Linked DNA regions of Mus musculus: all the other regions are linked to region 3. A link is a contact called in public Hi-C and HiChIP or PLAC-seq data. All regions are on one chromosome and are shown on one strand. Each heading gives the region's core, a stretch centred on a gene start, on an enhancer-like site or on the middle of the called end of the contact. The rest is flanking DNA. Distances are from core to core; before and after follow the strand shown. Region 1 holds the start of Ccdc39 (coiled-coil domain containing 39). Region 2 has its middle 23 kb from the start of Dnajc19. Region 3 has its middle 76 kb from the start of Gm38512.

The links. A called contact is a pair of places that touch in the nucleus more often than the background predicts. HiChIP or PLAC-seq counts read pairs in DNA pulled down with a chosen protein or histone mark.
Region 1: a contact with region 3 is called in a Hi-C map of forebrain, with 5 times the contacts expected there. The contact joins the promoter of Ccdc39 here to the enhancer-like site in region 3. A contact is called at or near these places in 10 of 39 promoter capture datasets (the 3T3-L1 cell line, 3T3-L1-derived adipocytes, the C10 cell line and 5 more), 1 of 15 datasets of contacts at CTCF or cohesin (large pre-B cells), 15 of 484 Hi-C or Micro-C datasets (B cells, CD8 T cells, the G1E-ER4 cell line and 8 more), 3 of 115 datasets of contacts at active chromatin or transcription factors (bone marrow-derived dendritic cells, embryonic basal ganglia and embryonic forebrain) and 2 of 9 other capture datasets (adipose tissue and liver).
Region 2: an H3K27ac HiChIP or PLAC-seq map of VIP interneurons shows a contact between it and region 3, with 11 times the contacts expected there. The contact joins two enhancer-like sites. A contact is called at or near these places in 2 of 39 promoter capture datasets (cranial neural crest and second pharyngeal arch cranial neural crest), 1 of 115 datasets of contacts at active chromatin or transcription factors (VIP interneurons) and 2 of 9 other capture datasets (embryonic stem cells and embryonic trunk).

What each region holds. Positions count from the first base shown.
Region 1 is chr3:33,842,704-33,846,023 of GRCm38.p6, forward strand. It overlaps Ccdc39 (coiled-coil domain containing 39), which reads right to left and starts at 1,607. Exons shown (of 20, transcript NM_026222.2): 1 at 1,402-1,607. The coding sequence starts at 1,491.
Region 2 is chr3:34,103,044-34,106,011 of GRCm38.p6, forward strand. No RefSeq gene overlaps it. Among named protein-coding and RNA genes, the nearest start is that of Dnajc19, 23 kb to the left of the region's middle. Within about 2 kb of position 1,433, at least 22 of the 459 cell types and tissues checked have an H3K27ac peak or open chromatin away from gene starts, as enhancers often do. A contact at or near this core is called in VIP interneurons, where this site is marked.
Region 3 is chr3:35,480,143-35,483,413 of GRCm38.p6, forward strand. No RefSeq gene overlaps it. Among named protein-coding and RNA genes, the nearest start is that of Gm38512, 76 kb to the left of the region's middle. Within about 2 kb of position 1,904, at least 23 of the 459 cell types and tissues checked have an H3K27ac peak or open chromatin away from gene starts, as enhancers often do. A contact at or near this core is called in VIP interneurons, cortical neurons, embryonic forebrain and 1 more, where this site is marked.

The sequences.
Region 1 (3,320 bases), core at 357-2,856, 1.6 Mb before region 3:
GGGGGATGGCGCTTAGGCTTGATCTCTGGCCTCTGCACACATGCGCACACATGTACACTATTTAGTCACATCCACCACCATACATCACAAACACATACCCCGAAAAGAAAGAAGGGTAACGTAATGAAAGGAGGAGCATAAAAACTACAGGACAAGAACCTTAAATTCAAATGCTAACTGTAGAGCCAGCAGGATCGCTCTCCTAAATACCTCTTATACAATGTAATAATATATTAATTATACAGTGTCTCCTGCCCATCTCATCTCTAGTTCAACAAGACACCCATCAGGTTGGTGGGCTGGCTCCAAACCTTCAATTGGCGGCTATGACTCGGGCACCAGCAGTGATCTTTTATCTGTCCTAATATTGATGGTCCTTAAGGGGAAATGCCCAATCCTAACCAGAGGGGAGAGCAGAGCAAAGCAGAGCAGAGTAGAGTAGAGCAGAGCAGAGCAGAGCAGAGCAGAGCAGAGCAGAGCAGAGCAGAGCAGAGCAGAGCATTCCAAACGTTCCAGTCTTCTCAGAAGATTTACCCAAAAGTCTTTTATGCTCACTTTCAGAGGGCAGAAAATATTCTCTTCTACCTTGTCAATTTGCACAAATCTTCAATTCTTGGTTCCCTCTTCCCCACACCCTAGTACCATTTCGTGGGACTTTGGGTGACTGCTAAAGATGCATTAACTTTGTGGAGCCGGTTGCAATTAAAAAAACAAAAAACAAACAAACAAAAAAACGACTTAAACTGCATGTATTTTAGTTGGTGCAGGTTTGTCCTAACAATGTGAAATATTTCACCATCTTGTGACACCTCGATTCTCACTCTGAAACTCTATATTGCATACTTCACTAAAATGTTTTCCTTGAAAGCACCTCAAGCGATTTTAAACATCACAGAAACACAAATGCTGGCAAGAATGTGTCTTGTGTGTGCACATGTGTAAATGGTGGTTACTAGGAAACACCAAAAATGCATTTGTGATCCTTAATTGGATGGGAAAGGCCTGCTAGCTGGCACCTGAAACAGCTGGAAGAGTGAGACTCGGGTTTTATGGCCCTGAATAGAAATTGTTGCTTCGATAAAACTTTCAAATGTGTAGTAACTGATAGGAGCAGGAGAGAAAGTGGGGAGGCCGGAGTATCAGATCTAAGTGATGAAGTCAGGCCACAAGAGGTGCAAATGAGCAGCGCGGCACCTGTACGTGGGACTTGGTCTTCCCTGGCCCTCCCCCGGATTCCCACTGGATACCCACCTAGCCCAGCATCCTCTATTTACACTCCTTACCTAGTCTTTACCTGGTCATCCATTGGCAGTCCTGGCGGCGTTCAACCAGCCCTTTTACCATTCCTCAGCTGTTCCCCTCTGGTCGTCTCTCCCCTAAATCCCACCCGGTCCTCCTCACCTGATCCTCCAGGATCTTGTTCTCCTGATTGGCCACGGGGATGGCGAACCCATCTTCCCAGTGCAGCTCTGACAAGAACTCACTGCACATGGCGTACGAGGCTCAAAGGAATCACAGACAAGCCACCCAAAACCGTTCCCTGGAGCTCGCAGCCAAGCCTAACCGTCTGTATTCCGCGGCCCTAGCAACAGCCAGGCGCCCTTAGTTACCAAACAGGAAGCACTCAGGCTGGAAGGCGGAACTTCCTTTGAGAATTCCCTTGTCCTTTTTGCAGCCGGTAGAATTTGCTTGCCTGTGTCTGTGAGGCACAGCTCTCTTTGCACGGATAGATACACTCCCAGGACTTCCAAAACGTGCAAATCTGGAAGCTCGGGTGCTCCAGAGGACCACAAAGTTCGGGGATGGAAGGCATAGGCTCCTGGGGTGCCAGGATGGTGGACTACAGGATAGCAGGATGGACGACCACCAGATTGAGGGATAGTATAATACCCAAAAGTGGCTTCAGATTTGTTCTTAAGTCATATATAAGGGACCATGATCTGGGAACACAGATCCAGGCTGCCCCAAATAGCATGTTCTCGCATGGAAACTTGCTTCACTACGTTTTTGTAATTGCAGAAGAAAAGGAAGCAATAAATCAAGGCATTTTTCCAATGCATTGATGAAAACATCACCAAAGACTGTTAGTATTGGGTTTGAGATGGAAGCTGAGAAAACTCACTTTAGAGATGGAAATTTAAAAATTAAGGCTTTATTTTCTGAGTGCTCAGGGAGGCAGCCAGTTTGGGATCTGAACCACGTACGGGGTGGGAGATTATACAGCATTGTTATAGGATGGTAACACAATTCAAAGTGGGGAGCTGGTGGGAACTGCAGCGTTATCCAATTGTATTTTGACATTATGTGTTAAACATGGGAGTACCTGTTGGGAGACTGAGCCTGTACAGAGCACCTGGCTTCAAGGTCCTTAATTCATTCTCCAAGACATTAGGTCCAGAGCTAAGAGTGATAAGGGGACAAAGACGCTGGCAGGAGCATATGAACTTGTTTAACCCTGCCAGCAAGACAGAGAAGTTGTGCCTGAGATGTCTAGACTCAACCGTTTACAACAGAAGATGTTCAGCTATGGGGAAGCCCCTGGCTTCCCTGGGATCTGGGACCTTGAATTTACTTTATCCCTATGATTAAATGGAGTCTGAAAACGAAATGGTACTGCCTGGAGTAAGTTTCCTTTGCTTCTTCCCAACAACAGCATAGTTGGGAAGTCAGTGCTATCCATAGGTTTCAAATACTATCTGGTGACATTCATAGCTTTGGGGTTGGTGAAAGCTAGTGGTTTGCTAAGTTAGTACAGCCCAACAAGCATTACCTGGTCAAATGGGCAATGAACGGCTGGCTATTAAGGAGACTAAAGATAGCTCAAGATAATTTGGCTCTGGGTTTCCAACTCTACACCATCGAAGTTCTGATCAAGTCAGTCAGCTTTAACATAAGAGCAGAACGGCATCCACAGCAAGATGCTCACAGCACAACACTCCTACCTACGGCCCATCCAAAAGGTGAGCTGACAAACATAATATCCCAACTGCCTTCCCAGTGCCAGTTGCTGAGTTGTGTGTGTTCCACACACTAAGCCAGGGAGAATAGTATGCACTGGTATTTGAAAAGTTAATTCACTTCTTAAATTCTTTCTGATTGCTATGAATCTTTGCCAGGTTCAACCCAAGCCCAATTGTGGCAGGCCAGGCACCCAACCAGCACAGCAGTACAGCTCCAACAGCTGGCTCTTGCCATTGCCCTATGGCCTCTCTAGAGGCATCCCCTACAGGACTTCTGGTGTCAGGGGCTAAAGGCAGTAATTGTAGCATCTCAATTATCTACAGCAAGAGTCAGGGACAAGAAGGAGATGATGCAGGGTA
Region 2 (2,968 bases), core at 183-2,682, 1.4 Mb before region 3:
TGGATTAGACAGGGGTTGTAAGCACAATGGTAGTCTCCATTTATTGAGCACTTACTATGGCTAGATTTGTTTGAGCCATTCATTATCTCCACGGGGGGTGGGGGCTGACAAAACCTATAGGGATTGGATGACCTCTGTGTGACCTTCAGCTCCAGGATTAGGTCAGAAGCAGCATTAGGCAGTGTCTGGCATAAATATGTCTGTTGGCACTTATCTCCATCATTATCTTGGAAAAATGCTCTCTGTAGCTCTCAATGTGTAAAGCTTGGGGTTGGGTGGTAATGGTTGATCCAACCAATGCCCCCCTTCCCTGATCTTCCTCCACATCCTCGAGAGTGTGTCCTGAACCATCTGAACTCTTAGCCCCTTCCACATAGAACCCTGGAAGAACATGTTCCTTTCTCCGCGTGTTTGACACAAACAGAACAAAAGGACCCATCTGAAAGCTCTTGAGAAAGGGCCACCTCCCTAGACAGTTTTGTGTTCTCAGTAAAACTGAGACCTGCCTTGTGATTAGATAAAACAGTGGTCATCTGCTTCATCTTTTGCAATCAGCTTGGTTAACCCGGAAGTTCTGAGGTCTTTTGCCAATAAATACCCAGTATTACTTGCAAACCTAGGCTGCAAATAGGAATTTAACAAAATGGTTATTTTCTGGTTTGATCGTGGGGTGTGTTTTTTAAAAAGGCACTATTTTATAGGTTCACAACTAAGCTCCTGCCACATTTTCACTCCCTCCAATCCTTTTTTTTTCCTAATTAAATAACTGGAAAGATGTGTAAAACCATTAGCTCCAGACTAAACAGAACAAAAAGGTAATATTTAGATTAATATATTTTTAATGGACAGTTTTTTTGGAGGGTTACAGGCATGGGAACAAAATTAAAATTGCTATATGGTTGCCACACTTCAGAAAAAGAGTCAAGTTTAATGATAAATCTGGCCTTAGAGAGCCAGCCAGAATGGATAGGGTCTGAATAGGATTTAAAAACCCAACTGTGTGCAGAAATTAGAGTTTTGCCCTGAATCATATGGAATTACAGTGCTGGGTGCGTGTGCCATGCCTACACAATAAAGCCCAAAGGAAGCAGCTATTTCTGTTGGTTTTATTAAACCAACCAAGCAATTTAATTCTTTTGTTCAGGAGAGTTCTACTTCATTGATTAACAAAAGCAGGGATATAATTTTTTCAGCCTTTTTGAAAAGCCTGAAATGTCAAGCCTTTTAAAGCAGATTATTGTGCCTCTGTGCAGTGAATACAGCCAGAGTAACCTTTTGTCTACAATTAAATATTCTAGCATAAATATAAAAGAAAATCAGAGATGGGAAAGATTGACTCACAAGAGATTGGAGAGGTAGATCCTCACACTGATAGCGAAGCAGCAGCTTGCTTCTAATTAAATATGCGGCTGACTCTCCATGCTCTCGCTCGCTAGCAGCCGCACAGAGGAGAAGCGGCTGAGGAGAGGAAGGAAGGAGTCTATCACATCATCTCTCTGTCCACAGGCTTTCCTTGGGGCTTATGAAGGTATTTTAGAATTTTTATATTGGCATTTTTTTTTCAGGGGAGATAAAGGTGGTGAACCCTCAAGGGCAGCCAGACCTCAGTCTTGAAAGTTTAGGCTTGCTTGCTGTTCAGCAGCTGAGCTTCCTAGATCTCTTCCTAGTCAGAAACCAAGGTTGATAGTGATGACTTTGGTTTTGAGGGTTGAAGCCATCCAGTTAGGTAGGCTGCAGTGCAAAGTGACCTTTTTTGTTATTTTGAATTGGGGCTACTTATTGATTTTCCTCTTCTTTAGCCTATCGCATGCTAAAGTCTTTAATGCATATTTCGCTATTTGTACCTTGAGAGTATGAACCCAGAAAGCCAAATTCCAGTTAGTATCCTTTAGCTGTGTCTAACAGAATGCATTTTAGAAAAATGATAAGGCTTGCATTTGGACTCTTGGATTTATTGATATTCATAAGCCTTTCATCTTCATGCACACTCACGCATCTTCAGAGAAGTACTTAAACATGGCACTCGGAAAACGCTGATGGCACGGAATAGGGCTGATCCTCTTAGAGTCTGCTGCTTACACAGAAAAACTGGAAAATAATAAGAACTGAAATCTCTACTCTGTAACTTTGCCTTTCCATCCCAGGTCTTGACATTATGGAGAGGAGTGGGTTCCCTCCGAGGGCTGTTGCCTGTTGCGTGTCTGATATGCACATAGAACCTTTCCCCGTTTGTAGGTGCAATTTATGTTCGGTTGTGAAAATACTTGATTGCAGATGGGTTTGAAACAACATTGGAATTCAGTAGGCTTTTCCTTTGTGTATTTACTGTACTAAGTGTTCCCTGGGTTGTGATTTTGAATACAATCAGACACCTGGTGCCTTTTGGAAGCGTGCCACTGAGAAAGGCTCCATATTTGTAAATTAATAGTTTGTACCACTCAAAAAAAACCCGATTGGGGCAATAATTGAATGTTAGGAATGGAGCTTACATTTTTTTCCACCTTGTAAGATTTCCCCTTTTAATAAGCAAATTTCTCAAGTAACAGGCTCCACTGAAGGGAGGCAAACTCCCAATAAGTCTTACTGTGCTATTTGCCTTTCCTCTGATTAGCGTAAAGAGTGTGTTCAATGCAGTGTTTAATAAGGACTGTTTAAGCCAGGGTTCAAACTTAGCCTTCTGTAGGATATAGGGAAATGTGTTTGGTTGTCAATACTAAATTATTAAACTTTATACAGAAAACATCAAGCTACATTAAAAAATTATGAATTTTTAAATGGAAGTAACACAGTTTGATGATTTAAGAAGTTAAAAATGTGACAGGCATATTCCATAAGGGTAGCAGTCTTTGTAACAATTTGCCCTTCCTAAGTGTGGTCTACAATAGCCACCCAGGCTTTGTGTGTTTAAAGTGGAGTTCTCCACCTGGGATCAAGTGTATGGTAGAGATGTAAATGTATAGCTGCATCT
Region 3 (3,271 bases), core at 654-3,153:
CCCAGTAATTAGAGATAGGTGCTAGGGTCTCCTAGAAAGTAGCAATGGCGGACTTCAGCAATGTATACAAGAGCCTAACCTGGGTCCACCTGGACAGTTCCATCTGGTGGCCTTAAACAATGGCAGGGGCCCAGGAAGTACAATGATCAGATGGACTCCAGGTCATGTGGCTTTGCCTCCACTGATTTCGGGCCTCTCTCCACAAAGACAACACAACAGAAATCTGAAAAGGAAGATGGCAATCCACATGGCACCCAAATGAAAAGCTTTCTCCAAATATCTCCAACGAGGTCACAAGACTCCAGGACTCTCAGATGCGGTGTGCTGCATGCATCTCAGCATAGAGAAGTACATGACTGCCTGGCTGAAGTTCCACTTCACTCCACCCAGATTTTGTGGAAGCAACACATCTATAAAGCACAACTGATTCCACCACCCACCCCCGAGAAAAATCCCTGCAAACTGTGTGTCCCCCAAAACGATTCCTTTATTCTCAATGTCTCCAAAACCCAGGTCTCAGAGCCAGCCCCGGTAACACATAAGCTGATGAAATAAAAGTGTTACATTCATGTGTTCCTTAGGTCAAGGTGGTAGTGAAAGCGCTGGCACGTGTCATGAGAGTTAATAGACCCGATTGCCTGTCCCTCTGAGAGGCCTGGCTTTAAATCCAGGTTACATCATGAGTTGGATTGGTGGCACTATCTGTCTCCTGGGAATACGTGTTTGGTTTGTGAAGACGACACATTCAGTATAATTAGTATTCACTGGTGTGGTCAAAGCCCCAGAGAGCTGGAATTCCTATGTACTATAGCCAACCTTCTCTCCTTTTCCCACCCCCCCTCTCTCTCTCTGCTTTTCTTTCTTTCTTGAGGACTGTGGGGGCTGGAGACCTGAGTGAATTTACTCCAGATATCATGAGTTCTCCACATAGAATCAGCTGAAGGCAATTTTCAGCCATTGCTGTTAGAGTATCTAGAGCAGCGGCGACTGTCATCTAGCCAGCACCCAGCCCCCGCACAGGACCACTGATTACACAGTGTGGGTTTCACATAAAGACTTTTCTGGATGAGGCCGGCGGCTGAAAGGGGTTCTGAGCATCTAACAGAGCATCTGCTAACAACCATTAAAGTCATTATTGTTCCTTAGATAAAGCAGGGCACGAACACACAAACAGAGGAGTACTTGCTCACGACATAGAAAGTGTCCTCTCTTCCCAAGCATAACAGAGCCTCTTGTGTATCTTAAACCTGTTTAATTCCCATTTTAGGGGGTCTGTGACAGGCGTCGAGAGGAAGCTGCCAAAGCCATCACTATATTTAGCTGTTTATCACACATCAGCTCAAGGTGGTGTGTGCTGGTAGACATGCCACAAAGCAGAGAAAATGGAAGCTCATGAGTGGGGGGTAGGGGTGGAGAGCGGGGGCGGGGCAGGCAGAAAGCTTTGGGAAGATTCGGAACAGGGAGAAAACTATGATTCTAGTTGTGTCATTTCTAAGTCAAAATAAATAAATGAATGAATGACTACCAAGCTTCTAGGCAGAGTCGTGCAAGGCGATTTTAAAGTTAAAACGGACAGTGAAGAGGTAACGGCAGATTCCGTGGCCCCGAAACAAAGTGGGGGCAACCATTGGTTTCTATGTCCTTGGGGCTGTTCAGTGTGTTTTCTGAGGGCTGTCATCTGGGGACGAGAGAGAGAGAGAGAGAGAGAGAGAGAGAGAGAGAGAGAGAGAGAGAGAGAGAGAGAGAGAGATCTTTAATTTCTCTCACCAAAAGTTGTATGTGCCAGTTTGAAATTCCTGTTTCATCTCTGTGGTCTCCAGATAAATAACAGTCCTCAGGGACTGTGTAGCACATGCCAAGGCGGAAAGGGAGCACCACCGGGCCTGGAGATCAGGGCGGCTTCCCCAGATGCCATCTCCAAAGGGACACCAGTGCTTGGCTTCCCCGATGGTGGCTGATTCAGCGGAGAGCTTCACGTAGAAGCGGCTTTAAGGTTCTCAGGGGTCCCCGACCTCATTAATGATTTTAGGAGAGAGAGGGACACAAGCATGCGAGGGTACCTCCTCAATCCCACGTCCCAAGCCCCGACATTTCATTTTATCTTGTCATTTGTTAAAGGTTTAAGAAAATGGAAACTAATTGCATGTTGCTCTTAAAAATCAGTTTTAAAAATAGTCGGACACAAGCCTGCCAAGTCTAGTGTAACCGTGGCTGAGAGCTGACCCCTAATCAGCCCTCCGGATTGATTCTGGAGGGTCATTTGTATTTTCCTTCCTAACACGCTTCTCTCTCACCATCACTCCCAACAAAACACACTAGTTTAGAATTAAGATCCTTGCTGAGGACCAGCAGAGAAACATAGATGGGTAAATAGTGCCACCTAGTGGCCTGTACGATGCTCAGAAAAAGGAACCTCACGCCCCATTGTGGTTTTGGGGACTGCAAGTCCCCATTCTCACCCTCTGTCATCAAGCATGGGAAACAAAATTTTTCCTCTAGGAGAGAGCAAAAACAAAACAAAACAAAACAAAACAAAGCAAAACAAAAAACCAAAAGCAAAGACCAAACTATACTGTTTCTCTTCACTTAGCCAGGCTTCCAGTCACCTAGTGGGGATACTTCCCAAATCAAAACGAAAACAACAGCTAGCATTTGCGGATGACCTGAGCCAATGTTGTAAAATGCTTTCTTTCTCCAGCTCCTGACAGCTAACCATCTACATGGTCTGATTGTTTTTCGACTGGGGTGACAGCACTTCAGTCTTGGATCACAGCCCTGGATTCTGACAGTGACGCAGTGAAGACATGATTCGCTTCTCCCAGCACACCGCGGCCCTGGGGGCTGGATATGTATAGCGCAGAATAATTAGATCCACATTAAGCATTTACTTAGGGATACAAAAAATGAACTGACAAGAATCCTATCCCCCAAGAATGTATCCTCTCCACGATAATTTAAATGTGTAGAGTACTTCAGAGCGATTACCATTTGAAAGTATCTCCACAGTTTGATAAGGTAATTACGGTACTGATTTTAGAAATGATGTTTTATGATTTGTCCAAGGTCATAAAGATAAGAAGAGGCAGCTGTCCAGATTAGAGCTCATCACTCCACCACAAGGTGCCTCCTTCCCGAGGCAATTGATAGAGATTCCTAGTTTTATAGTGGAGACTGGGAGTTGGGTACTGAAGTGGCAGAGAGCTGACTTGAAGATTGCTGCTGTCGGGCTGAAGAGTCAAATGCTCTTCTTTGCCTTCTCCACGTCCAGAGA